Linked DNA regions of Pan troglodytes: region 2 is linked to region 1. A link is a contact called in public HiChIP or PLAC-seq data. All regions are on one chromosome and are shown on one strand. Each heading gives the region's core, a stretch centred on a gene start, on an enhancer-like site or on the middle of the called end of the contact. The rest is flanking DNA. Distances are from core to core; before and after follow the strand shown.

What was found. HiChIP or PLAC-seq counts read pairs in DNA pulled down with a chosen protein or histone mark.
Region 2: a contact with region 1 is called in an H3K4me3 HiChIP or PLAC-seq map of stem cell-derived excitatory neurons, with 5 times the contacts expected there. The contact joins the promoter of PDS5A here to the promoter of LIAS in region 1. A contact is called at or near these places in 1 of 7 Hi-C or Micro-C datasets (stem cell-derived neural progenitor cells) and 1 of 1 datasets of contacts at active chromatin or transcription factors (stem cell-derived excitatory neurons).

The regions. Positions count from the first base shown.
Region 1 is chr3:39,783,252-39,789,758 of NHGRI_mPanTro3-v2.0_pri, forward strand. It overlaps LIAS (lipoic acid synthetase), which reads left to right and starts at 4,168. Exons shown (of 11, transcript XM_526552.5): 1 at 4,168-4,351; 2 at 5,990-6,162. The coding sequence starts at 4,307. RPL9 (ribosomal protein L9) reads right to left here and starts at 4,150. Exons shown (of 8, transcript XM_024356069.3): 1 at 4,080-4,150; 2 at 3,583-3,629; 3 at 3,384-3,499; 4 at 2,776-2,871; 5 at 1,589-1,721; 6 at 42-122. The coding sequence starts at 3,628.
Region 2 is chr3:40,301,511-40,308,882 of NHGRI_mPanTro3-v2.0_pri, forward strand. PDS5A (PDS5 cohesin associated factor A) reads right to left here and starts at 3,074. Exons shown (of 33, transcript XM_526554.8): 1 at 2,546-3,074; 2 at 1,521-1,698. The coding sequence starts at 1,658. It overlaps LOC112208916 (translation machinery-associated protein 7-like), which reads left to right and starts at 6,982. Exons shown (of 1, transcript XM_054683765.2): 1 at 6,982-7,372. The coding sequence starts at 7,275. It also overlaps the pseudogene LOC134809848.

The DNA of each region.
Region 1 (6,507 bases), core at 2,918-5,417:
AAAATCTTGTAGGCATAGTTAGACATAGTAAACATACAAACCTGAATTTGAAACAAGCTCAATGTCATTTCCTTCAAGGATTAATTCATCTTTCTGGGCTTGAGATACTGAACAAGCAACACCTAAAAGGGGAGAGGGCATTTGCACAGCATCAACACAAAACCAGATCTGTGTAAAAAATAAATTGCAGAGGCACTAATTTATTCCATGTAAAACTCCATGCACCAAAAGAACCTTTTCTTAAGATTTTGAGGCCGGGCACAGTGGCTCACGCCTGTAATCTCAGCACTTTGGGAGGCCGAGGCGGGCGGATCATGAGGTCAGGAGATCGAAACCATCCTGGCTAACACTGTGAAACCCATCTCTAGTATAAATACAAAAAATTAGCTGGGTGTGGTGGTACATGCCTATACTCCCAGCTACTCAGGAGGCTGAGGCAGGAGAATCGCTTGAAGCCAGGAGGCAGGGGTTTATTTTTAACATATGGGTTTTCATTAAATGTTGCTGACCATAGCTAGTATCAGAGTATTTTTGGACAGCCATTATTTTGATACTAAGAATCTCCCTTCTTCCCACCCCTCCCCACCCCAATGGAATCAAAATGCATCAAGAGGCCGAGCCAGGTATGTTTTAAGAGGCCAAGGGGGAAGAACTGCTTGAGCCTGCAAGTTCAAGACCAGCCTGGACAACATAGCAAGACCCTGCCTCTACAAAAAATTTAAAAATTAGCTGGGGCCAGGCACCATAGCATTCCTTGAAATCAGCCTGGGCAACGTGGCGAAACAGTCTCTACAAAAAATCAAAAATCAGCTGGATGTGGTGGCAGGCACCTGTAGTGCCAGCTAGTGGGGAGGCTGAGGTGGGAGAAACACCTGAGCACGAAGGTGGAGGATGCAATGAGCTGAGATCACGCCACTGTACTCCAGCCTGGGCAACAGAGCAAGACCCTGCCTCAAATAAAAAGCACTAAGCTTTAAATTTTTTTAAAGCTACCGTGTTTACTATGTATTACGCATGCACTGTTGTTTTTCAACTTTAACTCATTTAATCAAAGATGTTTGCAATTTTAAGCTGCAGAGATGACATGCCCAAGGTGGACAGTGAGAACTGAAATTTAAGCTAGGCTATTAACCACTACTCACGTAGTTTTCTCTTTAGATTTTAAAGGTTCTTACCACGAAGAAATAAATGGAGTGATGGATGTGTTAATTAGCCTGATTTAGTCATTCCACAGAATATGCATGTGTTGAAACATCACATTGTGCTCCATAAATACACACCATTATATACACCTTTTGTAAATTTAAAGTCTTTTTAAAAGATTTCATTTGCCAAGTTAAATACAACCACCACTGCAAGCTACTCCAATGTATCAACTTTTTGAAATTGTAATCAATATAATGATATAAACCCTTAAGTAGCACCAACAGTTCTAAGTGTAATCAAGAGATAATTCTAAAACAAATCTGGTTTTACTCAGCACAAACACAAAACAACAGCCAACTAAAGTATGGAAGTTGGGAGTGGAAAAGGAGGAAAAAAAAATGAAGGAAAAATTTCTTAATTCTGTCTGAGGGCATGCACATACCTGGTCTCATCCGAACCCTGCGGATGTATTTTTCACCCAAGAAATTTCGGATTTCAACAAGAGACCCATTCTCCTGGATAACAACGTTGATGGGGAAGTGAGCATACACAGACCTCATCTTGTAACGGAAGCCCTATGTTAAATAAATAAGCAAGCTATTAGCAATGCTGAGGAATATTTTTAATAGTTTTAAAATTTTCTAAGATGCTTATACTTATTTTAAAACGTAACACTCACTGCCAAGATTTTCTAATAACTGTCACCTGAACCAAGCCTTATAAACATTGTTCTGTCTATTCAGTGGACTGTAAAGCTCCTTGCGGAGGCTTTATTTCACTAGCTCTTATGCCCTCAATGAACAATGCTGCCTTCTTTTAATGAGAACCCCAAAGCCCTGATCTTAGACATTAGACTAACATTTACTGAGTTACTAAGGTACAGCACATGGCAGGAATTGAGACCACCAAGCCAAAGGCAGGCCCCCTGCCTTCAAGGAACTTAAGGCTAAGAGCAAGGGTAGATGGGGGAATCTTAACAGATTTATAATAGATGTACAGGGTGCCATTATCAGGTGCATTCTAGAAGGTATAATGCAAAGAAAACCATTTCAGCATGAACTTTCTATCTTGAGGGGAGAGACGGTGGGTTGGAAAGAATAATGACATACATTACGGCAGCAGACAGAAAACTCAGAAACTACATCTTTTTCTATCCCAACAAGGGGTCCTGATGGTGAGATTTGACTACCAACTAGTACTGCAACTGTAGATTTCCTATCTTAAAAAAAGAAAATTCGGAAGGTATGAAAATTCATCATTAGCCTACTTTTTAAAAGTTGTACCCATCTAGCCATGCATGGTGGCTCATGCCTGCAATCCCAGTACTATGGGAGGCCAAGGTGGGAGGATCACTTGAGCTCAGCCTGGACAAAATAGCGAGACCCGTCTTGATTAAACAAAAAAAAAAAAACCCAACAACAGAAAAAAACAAACATGTTGTACCCATCTGGTCTTTGCTCTCAGCTCTATCGCTTAAAGACCCACAGATGCCTATTTTTGCCAAGTTCTTGCGTATTACACCAAATAAAATACATAACCCATTCTCTGAAAGAGACACTTATGCTGTATAAAGCACAGGTTTGAGAAACCTCCCTTTCCAAAACAAGGAAGTCTGATACATCTGCTTACCAGTGTAACACCCTTGATCATGTTCTGTACGTGACTACAAATAGTCCGAACGGTAGCCAGTTCCTTTCTGTTACCCCACCATTTGTCAACCCGGAGCTGTAACAGAACAAAAAATGTATTCTTTCCAGAAATATGCAGGCTTAAAAGACAACAGACCACTTACCGAATTACTTTAAGATTCTAGAATTAACCCTAATCAAAGCACATGGTTTTCAACTGGAAAAATCCAACCACCTATAAAACCTCCCAACAGTTAAGCTTTGTAGAAGCTGCAACAAACTTCCCTTCTGGAAAATTAAATCATCAGGTTTAAATGACCTACTGCCGGTTTCTGTGATTTTTACAAAGCAATCACTAGGAAAATAAACCAAACTTCTAACACCATTAAGACGTGTCACTGATGACCACTATTACATTTGAGCTTTATATAACTGGCTGTGTTCAGAATCTGGTTTTTCAATTTCACTAAACAGGCTGGTATTCCGGACGGCAACATTTAAAGCTGAAGCACTGAACCTCAATTCGAAAATTGTTAAAGCAACCAAATGTGATGCTGTTATAAACCACCTTCCAACGAGCAACTGAATTATCAGAAGAAAAACCCTCACCCTCTTTTTTTTCTTTCCAAGAAGGCTGAGTTCTACATTGATGTGATTGAAGTCCCTCCGCAGGGTTCCTCTGGGGCCCTTCACGATAACTGTGCGTCCCTTCAGAGTAATGTCGACTAGAAGAGAGAACACACTCGTCAGGCCACACAACGCTTGGAACATGCAGTAAAGATGTAAGTAAAGACATCAAGTCTCATACCATTTTCTGGAATGTCGACAGTCTGATTGCTGAGAATAGTCTTCATTCTGAAACACAAACACTGGGGGTGAGGCCGACGCAAGTCCCGTTTTTCCACCAAACTACGCCGCACAGAGCTCCACTCCTACCGGAGACTGCCAGGCGGAAGTTCCAGACAGGATGTCGGAGGACGGGAGACCGACAGCCGGCCCCAGTGTGTCCCAGCCTGGAAGGAGCAGCCCCAAAGCGAGAATTACGAGGCCCAGCAGTCGAACTCCCGCTCAGCCCAACCCTGGAAGTCCTATGCGGGCGGTGCCATCCCGGCAAGACTGAGGGGCGGGAATAGGCCAAAAAGCCCAGAACAGGATTCTCATCTGGCGCCGCCAGGCTCATATGGCGCTTGCCGAGCTGGGGGACAAACAGGACAAGGTTCCGAGAGTGGGAGCCGCGCCGCAGCCTTTCCCAGAGCAGATGGCTTGAGATTCCCAGTACCCCCACGAGCACAGAAACATCCTTACCTCGCAGTAGACGCAGCAAAGAAAGAACGTCTGTCGTCATTACGTACTTGTATCTCGTCAGGGGCCTGCGTATTGCGTCATCAGTGCGCGACGCACGTAAGGCTAAAGCAGCCAATCGTGGAGCAGCTTGGCTGCTTGTCATAAATGGAGCGACGTAATTTCGACCTGTCCTTTCCCGGGAGTTAGCGATCCCTCAACCCCTGCACTGCGCTAGTCCTAAAGAGGAAATGTCTCTACGCTGCGGGGATGCAGCCCGCAACCTGGGGCCCCGGGTGAGCGGCAGGGCGAACGGGTTTGGGCGTGGGGTGGGGGGATCCTATCCTTTCAGAGCGCCCATGCCCAATAATAAAGGCCAGTGCATTTACTGAACATTTACTACTAGCCAACGGCAGTTTTAAACGTTTTTCGTGTAATCTCATGTAATTATCCCGCCAGCCCCATGATATAGAGTCTCTGGCATCAGTTTGTTTGCAAGTCTCTCTGGGCCAGTACCGAGGACTTATTTTCTGCTTAGAGTGGTTTGTACCCTATATTTATGGAGCATTGCGGTGAGCACCCCACATAGCTATTCTGTCTTGGACTCTTACTGTGTGTGAGACACCACTCTAGCCGCAGAGAACACAAACCTGTCCGCTAGGCTTCAGCTGCAGACATTGAGAAGTGCAGTAGCAATCGTGCAACACCCTAACAGGCACTCTTTGAGTTGTCGAAGGTTCTTTTGAGATACATGTGCAGACTCGTGGATTCTGTAGTGTTTTGGCTATCTCATACGTTTGTGTTCAGATGTAAAAGCCGAATACCATGATTTCTTATGTTCTTGACTGCCACGTTCAAACACAGAAACAATGTAACCTAGAAAGTAAAAACGTTCATCTTGGCCAACATGGTGAAACCCCGCCTCTATTAAAAATACAAAAATTAGCTGAGCGTGGTGGCGCGCGCCTGTAGTCCCAGCTACTCGCCAGGCTGAGGCAGGAGAATCGCTTGAACCCGCGAGGCGGAGGTTGCAGTGAGCCGAGATCGCGCAACTGCACTCCAACCTGGGCGACAGAGCGAGACTCCACTCAAAAAAAAAAAAAAGAAAAAAAAAAGAAAGTAAAAACGTTAGGCTTGGTTTTCCCCCTTCCAGTTGTCTGAAACCAACTGGGCATTATTAACCTACGTTTCAACAATTATGCTTATTCAAAGCTCGAGAGATTTATTGCACACTTCACTTTAAACGCCCCTGATTCAAGTCAGGACCAGAACGGTTTTAAACTGTGGCACCTTCTTCAGTTATTGCAGTTCAATCTTGTTGAAAGACAAACATCTAGTTCCTGGTAGGTGGAGTACATGAAAGTCTGATATATGTTAGTTCCAGAGATTTTCGGGCCGGGTGCGGTAGCTTACGCCTGTAATCCCAGCACTTTGGGAGGCCGAGGCAGGTGGATCACCTGAGGTCAGGAGATCGAGACCATCCTGGCTAACATGGTGAAACCCTGTCTCTACTAAAAATACAAAAAAATTAGCCGGGCGTGGTGGCGGGCACCTGTAGTCCCAGCTACTCAGGAGGCTGAGGCAGGAGAATGGCGTGAACCCGGGAGGCGGAGCTTGTGGTGAGCCAAGATTGCGCCACTGCACTCCAGCCTGGGCAACAGAGCAAGACTCCGTCTCAAAAAAAAAAAAAAACAGATTTCCAAATCTATTCTAAACTCAGTAGTAAACAGTCAACTCTTACTCTCTTTTAGGTTTGGTTCCTTCAGTCATCTTTTATATTATATTCTAATGCCCTAGAATACTAGAGCTCCTAGTTTGACATAATTTCTGAATCACTTTTTTGGCTTTACCCTTCCGTTTAGGTGTTATGATGGGTTAAAACTAAATTATTACGGACTCCACTAAATAAACGTCATAATTAACTCTTTCTTTAGGTATTTGGGAGATATTTTTGCAGCCCAGTCAGACCATTAAGCTCCTTGCCAGATAAAAAAAAGGAACTCCTACAGAATGGACCAGACCTTCAAGATTTTGTATCTGGTGATCTTGCAGACAGGAGCACCTGGGATGAATATAAAGGAAACCTAAAACGCCAGAAAGGAGAAAGGTAATTGAAAATTTGAGATAATTTTAACGTCCCGTTCCTTTATTGTGCATTATTTTCAGATATAACCAAGCCCTAGAATCTGTTTTTAATATCAGACTTGTTAAATTTAGCTAAAAATCATTAGAAAGATGTGATAACAGAACTAGATAGAACAAGTAAGCAGATGAAATTTTTGGAATCTTTCTCTTTTCTCTTGCCCTTACTATGTTACACTGCCATCTCCCCATTTTCTACCCAGCATCCAACTTCTTCAGAGTAAAGATTACTGCTTTGCTACTAGTCTGTTAGATCTGGGTTAGTAGGTGTTGATGATCTAACTTGTGCTTCTCCTAGTCAATTTACATG
Region 2 (7,372 bases), core at 1,824-4,323, 520 kb after region 1:
GTGACCAACATAGTGAAATCCCATCTCTACTAAAAATACAAAAATTAGCTGGGCGTGGTGGCAGGCACCTGTAATCCCAGCTACTAGAGAGGCTGAGGCAGAATTGCTTGAACCCGGGAGGTGGAGGTTGCAGTGGGCCGAGATCACGCCACTGCACTCCAGCCTAGGTGACAGAGCAAGACTCCGTCTCAAAAAAAAAAAAAAAAAAAAATTTAGCCGGGTGTAGTGGCACACGCTGGTAGTCCCAGCTACTTGGGAGGCTGAGGCAGAATAGCTTGAACCTGGGAAGTGGAGGTTGCAGTGAGCTGAGATCCCGCCGCCGCACACAGATTTGTTTTAATGAAAGGAACTGTTGTCTTATTCCTTCCAAAAAGGCAACAAATTGCAGAACCAAATTAGAGTCTGAAAACTAAACCACAGGAATATTTTAAATACTGTACTCATTAAAATGCAACATTAGGTACATTTACTGGGCTGCAAGAGCAAGAGGCCAAGCTCATTCCCTAAAATACATTTGGCCAAGTGGCCCAAGGTGGAAACATTGTCAACAATGTTGCTTCCCTCACCTCCCACCAATTCTGATTGATTCTAACTCTGAAAAGTTGTTAAATCATTTCCTAGTCACTATTACCAATGCCATAGCCCTACCTGAAGATTTCAACGTCTTTCACCTAGACTACTGTTTACAGTTTCCTAGCCGGACTCACTGCCTCTGGTCTTCCCCTACCTACTCCAATCTAGCACCAATTGAGACAACCAAAATGTCTCCAGCATTGCCAAACATCTCCTGGAGGTCAAAGTTGCCCTGACTCAGAACCACTGCTTCAAGCTGTTCCTACAAGAAGAATATCACTTATTTGTTAAGATTCTGGCCACAATCTATGTCAGTGGAACAGAAACCAAAAAACTAACAAACATGAGGTTGAAATTTAAAACCTTAACCTTAGGACTGCCATGCTTAAACAAAATTAGCTGACACCTCATAAAAAGGGCCATAATACTCTTAAACTCCTTTGAACGTATAGACTTAAATCATCTTACTTTAAGCCTGAATTATGAAAAGTCTGTACCTTCTGTCAAAGTTTAACCACCATATATACATATTTAAGCTTCTGGATATAGAAAATTATGCAAATTTTTAAAAAGGACTTTGCGCTTTAATCAATCCCCTTCAGAAGCTGAAAATAGGAAACTTCTTAGGCAAATTACTGCCTACACCTAAGTTTGCAAGCCACTCTGAACAGTATTCTCATCAAATACCTCCAGAAAAAACTCTAAAAACACAAATTCTTATGCTTGAAAACCATTAAGTTTTTGAAAAATCACACTCCTTTTAAATTTCCCACAATGGTTATATCCCTACAAAACTCAAAGATGTTATCTGAGATACAACAGTACCTTTCAGAGGGGGTAAGAGATCTAAAAAACTTGGAACTCTAAAGGCCAGACTGAGCAGGGTAGCAGTATCACAGGAGAAAGCGCCTTCTACCAAAGACATCAAAATCCGTCCAGACACTTACCTTCAGGCGTTTGATCATCTCGTCCGTGGTGATCTTGTCGGTGATCTCTTTTACCCCCGGAGGGTAAGCGATCTTCCCGTCGCTACTCACGACGCCACAGAGGGCAGTGGCAGGCTTGGGCTGCGCGGTGAAGTCCATCCTGGGGGACAACTTTTGGTTCACAGTCCTCTACCGGCCTCTATCGGTCAGAAAACCAAAGTTCAGCGGGAAAGGGGCGACTTTGTAACCTCTTTTTTCATTTCAAATCTCTCTAATCTGGAAAAGGCCCTGTCTCCCCAGAGGCCGGGGACCCGGCAGCGGCCTCGCCACCCGCTCTTTCCCAGGGATCGAACCCCGCCGGCCCCGCCAACCCGGCCCTGCCAGCCCCAGGCTCACGGGGCTCCTCCGCACCAGCCGCCGTGGCCGCGGGAGGCGCCGAACAGCGCCAGGAGTTTCCCATTCCGCCTTTCACAATGAAATCCACCCCCGAGCACCAGGGTCCGAAGTTTGGCGGCCCCGGGAGGCCGGCAAGGACCCCAAGGCCCCCGCTCGGCGGTGGGGAATTACCCAGTCCCGCCCGGCCAGTCCCCTCCGGGAAACCAGACCCGAGGCCTATAGGGCTCGGCTTAGGCCGCAAAACTAGGGACCCAGCGGACCCACGCGCAGCGGCGGCTCCCGGGAACAAAACGCCCTTGCCCAGCCAAGCCTCGGACCCGGGGTAGTCCCCGCCGCGCTGCCGCCCCTCCCCTGTTCCGCTCCCTCACCCCCGCGGGAGGGGAAAACAAGCCGCCCTCCACCCTCAGCCCCACGCCAGGAAGCGGCTGACGCGCCTCCGCACTTCACATTTTGTTCCTTCAACTTCGGCTGAGGGACCCCAGCTGCTTCTCTGGCCCCCGGCCGCTTGGCGCCTCCGGCACCGCCGAGGCCTTCCCGGCACCCTCGGGCGGCCCCACCGGGCCTCGGACCCGCGGCCCCCCCTCCAGTCTCCCCTTCCGTCCCCTCCCTCCAGCAGCCTAGGGCGGGAGCCGAGCCGCCGCCGCCTTTACCTCCTCCTCATGCGGGCGGAAGGTGCATCGAGCGCCCGGGCCTCTGTCAGGTGGTTGCGCCGCCGCCCCTAGTCGGGCTGCACACAAAGCGGCTCCGCGGGTCCCGCCGCCGCCGCCCGCCCGCCCGGGAGCGGCGCTGGGGCTGGCGGTGCCGAGGAGGAGCAGCCGCCGCGGGGGGAGACGCGGGGCGAGTGAGCGCTGGGCGGGGAGACAGTGCCGCTCTCCGTCTGGCCGAGGAAGAGCAGCCTCGAAGGCTCCTCCGGGAGTGTGTGCGCTTGTGTCCGTCCGGGACCCCCGCGGCCCGCCCACACGCACCTCACGCCGGCCCGGACCGCCGACTCGGACCCGGACGCCCCTCGCAGAGGCGCGCGCCCGGCCGTCCGTGCCCCGGGAGCCGGCGCCTCGCGCACACACCGGCCGGTCACGCGAGCGGCGCGAGAGCACGCGAGAGCAGCGCGCGCTCCTCGCTCCCTCCCCTTCCTCCGCCGGCCGTGCATCCGCCTCCCTCGGGCCCGAGGCGGCCGCGCGCAGGGCGGACAGCGCCGCCACCCGGTTGGCGCCAATACCTGCCGCGCGGGGCGCCTCCCGGAGGACCCGACCGGAGAGGGCGAGAGGAGGAGGAGCCCGGGAGGCGGGAAGCGAGCCCAGGTTCCCGCGGCCTTGCGAGGGCACGCAGGGCAAACAGCGCTTTATCTTTCGCAGCGGCGATGAGCTGGTGACTTTTGGGGGTCATCCTGAGGGACATAGAGGGAACTGGTTGGGAGGTAGTTAATTGCTCGGTGAAAATGAACTGATTTCCTCCTCAGGAAGAGATCTGCAAAGTCAAGGAAAGTTGTGCAATGGGGCGCAGCGTGAGCGGCTCACGGGTCTTCTGACAGCCACCCGAGTTGCCCACCCTCCTTAGATTTCTGAAGTTAATATTTTGAAAGCTGCAAAACATGAAAATAGCACTGGGTCGAGTCGTTCTCAAGGTATGGTCTTTGGGCCACCAGGCCTCACAGTCACTTTGGGTACTGGCTGAAAACGTAGGTTTCCAACTCCAAAGATTAAAAAACATAAAAATATATGTTTTTTTAACGTAAAAATATATATGAACATAAAACATATAAAAATATAACATATAAAATAAAACATTAAAAAATATAAAAAATATACATAAACATAAAAATCTCTGAGAGTGGAACCCAGAAATAAGCATTTATTAATTGGGTGGGTGATTCTTGTAAATAAGGAAGAGCTCATTTTTTAAAAATGTTTTAAACCTACCAAGCATTAACGTTTTCTGTCATCCAAAGGAAAACCACTATCAGGTAAAAACAGTGCACGCAGCAGTGTTTGAGCAATTTAATGTATGTAATTGAAACAAATTAACGCAAGAACATACACTTACCTATTTAAAAAAAATCAAGAGCATACACAAAATTTCCGAAGAGAAAGTTGAAAAAAGGATACGATAATATGAAATTGCATTCAGCTCTTGAAACTGACCACTACCATAGTTTAAAATGATATTCGATTGTTTATTCAAATTATTCTTGATGGGTACCCATTGGTCTATTTTTTTCCCACATCCTTTAACGTCAACTTAAAAATAGTAAAGGTACTGCATTTCAGCTCACTGACTTGTTTTTGACGTATTACACAAGAGCAGTCATTGCGAATCTGACACTCCACAGTTGCTGATTTGCTAGAACTCTGCCGAAAAGTCAATGCTTTGTTCTTGGGCATTTACAGTACCAGGCAGAATCCATTTAAAAGTGTCCTCATCCAAACTATTAAGTGGACCAAAAGCTGCTCTCTTTTTAGGCTCTCCCTGTCACTTTTGATATTTCTTTATTTTTTTCTTTTGAGACGGAATCTTACTCTGTCGCCCAGGCTGGAGTGCAGTGGCGTGATATCGGCTCACTGCAAGCTCTGCCTCCCGGGTTCACGCCATTCTCCTGCCTCAGTCTTCCGAGTAGCTGGGACTACAGGCGCCCGCCACCACGCCCGGCTAATTTTTTTTTTTTTGTATTTTTAGTAGAGACGGGGTTTCACCATGTTAGCCAGGATGGTCTCGATCTCCTGAGCTAGTGATCCGCCCGCCTCGGCCTCCCAGAGTGCTGGGATTATAGGCATGAGCCACCGCGCCCGGCCAAATTTGATATTTCTTTGTGTGTTACATTTAATTAAACAACAATGATTTTATCTTTCATTCTCCTCAGTAGCTTGCCCATTATTAAATGGAGTTTTGTATATGTACATATATTTTATTTTATTTATTTTTTATATTATTTTATTATTTTTTGAGATGAAGTCTCACTTTGTCACCCAGACTGCAGTGCAGTGGCATGATCTCGGCTCACTACAGCATCTGCCTCCCAGGTTCAAGCGACTTTTGTGCCTCAGGCCCCCAAGTAGTTGGGACTACAGGTGTGTGCCACCATACCGGGCTAATTTTTTTTTGAGACAGAGTCTCCCTCTGTCGCCCAGGCTGGAGTGTGGTGGTGTGATCTTGGCTCACTACAACCTCTGACTTCTGGGTTCAAGCAATTCTCCTGCCTCACCCTCCCAAGTAGCTGGGATTACAGGCGCCCGCCACTATGCCCGGCTAATTTTTGTTATTTTTAGCAGAGACAGGGTTTCACCATGTTGGTCAGGCTGGTCTCAAACTCCTGACCTCAGGTAATCTGCCCGCCTCACCCTCCCAAAGTGCTGGGATTACAGGCTTGAGCCACCGCGCCTGGCCTTACTGGTTGATTTCTTTTTTTTTTTTTTTTTAACATGGAGTCTCACTCTATCACCAGGCTTGAGTGCAGTGGTGCGATCTCGGTTCACTTCACCTCTTCCTCCCAGGTTCAAGCGATTCATCTGCCTCAGTCTCCCAAGTAGCTGGGACTACAGGCGTACGCCACCACGCCCAGCTTATTTTTATATTTTTAGTAGAGATGGGGTTTCACCATATTGGCCAGGCTGATCTCGAATTCCTGACCTCGTGATTTGCCCGCCTCGGCCTCCCAAAGTGCTGGGATTACAGGTGTGAGCCCCTGCGCCTGGCCTATTTTATTTTTTCGAGACGAAGTCTTGCCCTGTTGCCCAGGCTGGAGTGCAGTGGTACAATCTGGGCACACTGCAACCTACGCCTCCTGGGTTCAAGCAGATCTCCTGTGTCAGCCTCCCAAGATCTGGGACTACAGGCATGCGCCACCATGCCTGGCTAATTTTTGTATTTTTAGTAGAGACAGGGTTTTACCATGTTGGCCAGACTGGTCTCGAACTCTTGACCTTAGGTGATCCACCCACCTTGGGCTCCCAAAGTGCTGGAATTACAGGCATGAGCCACTGCACCCAACCTCCACCAAGCTTTTCTTCCTCGCTCAGTGCCCAAAACAATACCTTATATTATAGGCCTCTTTAAATAATTGTTTCACAAATGAAGGCCTGCCCTCCTGGTGGACCTTAATTTGTTTGGGGAGAAATAGACCAAAATAACAATAATACATGTATATGAAAATAAAGTAGGGAAGAATTGGGCACGGTGGCTTGCACCTGTAATCCCAGCACTTTGGGAGGGGGAGGCAGGCAGACTATTTGAGGTCACGAGTTTCAGACCAGCCTGGCCAGCATGGTGAAACCCCATCTCTATTAAAAAGACAAAAAATTAGACTCAGTGGCTCAGGCACCGTGGCTCAGGACTGTAATCCCAGCACTTTGGGAAGCCGAGGTGGGTGGATCACCTGAGGTCAGGAGTTCCAGACCAGCCTGACCAACATGGTGAAACCCTGTCTCCACTAAAAATACAAAAATTAGCCAGGCGCACTGGCACATGTCTGTAATCCCAGCTACTAGGAAGGCTGAGGCAGGAGAATCGTTTGAACCGGGGAGATGGAGGTTGCAGCGAGCTGAGAAAGCACCACTGCACTCCAGCCTGGGCGACAGAGTGAGACTCCCCGGAGTGAGAGAGAGTACAGATCACATGTAGCCTTTTAGACCTCTGGTAAGACTGTGGCTATCCTCTGATTGAGGTGGGGAACTAATGGACTGTTTTAAGCAAAGAGGTGATATGATGTATGTCCTGAGTTAGGCAATGTTGGTCAAACCACTTAATTCTTCTGTGCCTCATTTTCTTCATCTGTAAAACAAGGATAATGATAGTATCTTCCTCAGATGATCATTATGAGGAATACATAACTTAATTTTTTTTTCTGTCGCCCAGGCTGGAGTGCAGTGTTGCAGTCTCGGCTCACCGCAACCTCTGCCTCCCAGGTTCAAGTGATTCTCTTGCCTCAGCTTCCCTAGTAGCTGTGATTACAGGCACGCACCACCATGCCCAGCAATTTTTTGTATTTTTAGTGTGATGGGATTTCACCATGTTGGCCAGGCTGCTCTTGAACTCCCGACCTCAGGTGATCTGCCCGCCTCGGCCTCCCAAAGTGCTAAGATTACAGGTGTGAGCCCCTGCGCCTGGCCATAAGTTAATATTTGTAAAATGCCTAGAATAGTAACTCGCATATACTAAGCTCTACATAAATTTTTTTAATAAAATAAAAAAATCATTCTAGCTGCTGGGTTGAAAATAGCAGTAGATATGCAAATGTGGAAGAAGGGTAGCCAGGTATAAGACAACTATAAAAATCCCAAGGAGAAATGGTAACAAGAACCATTTCTTAGAATAATAGCTAATAGAAGTAATGGCAGTAAAGGTGGTGAAAAGGGGCAGAAGAAAAAAAGAAGAGAGAAGAAATCAGGGATGACAGTAGGCGCCTTGTCCAGCCACAAAGGTGGCAAGAAGCCCCTGAAACAGCCCAAGAAGGAGGCCAAGGAGATGGACGAGGAAGAGAAGGCTTT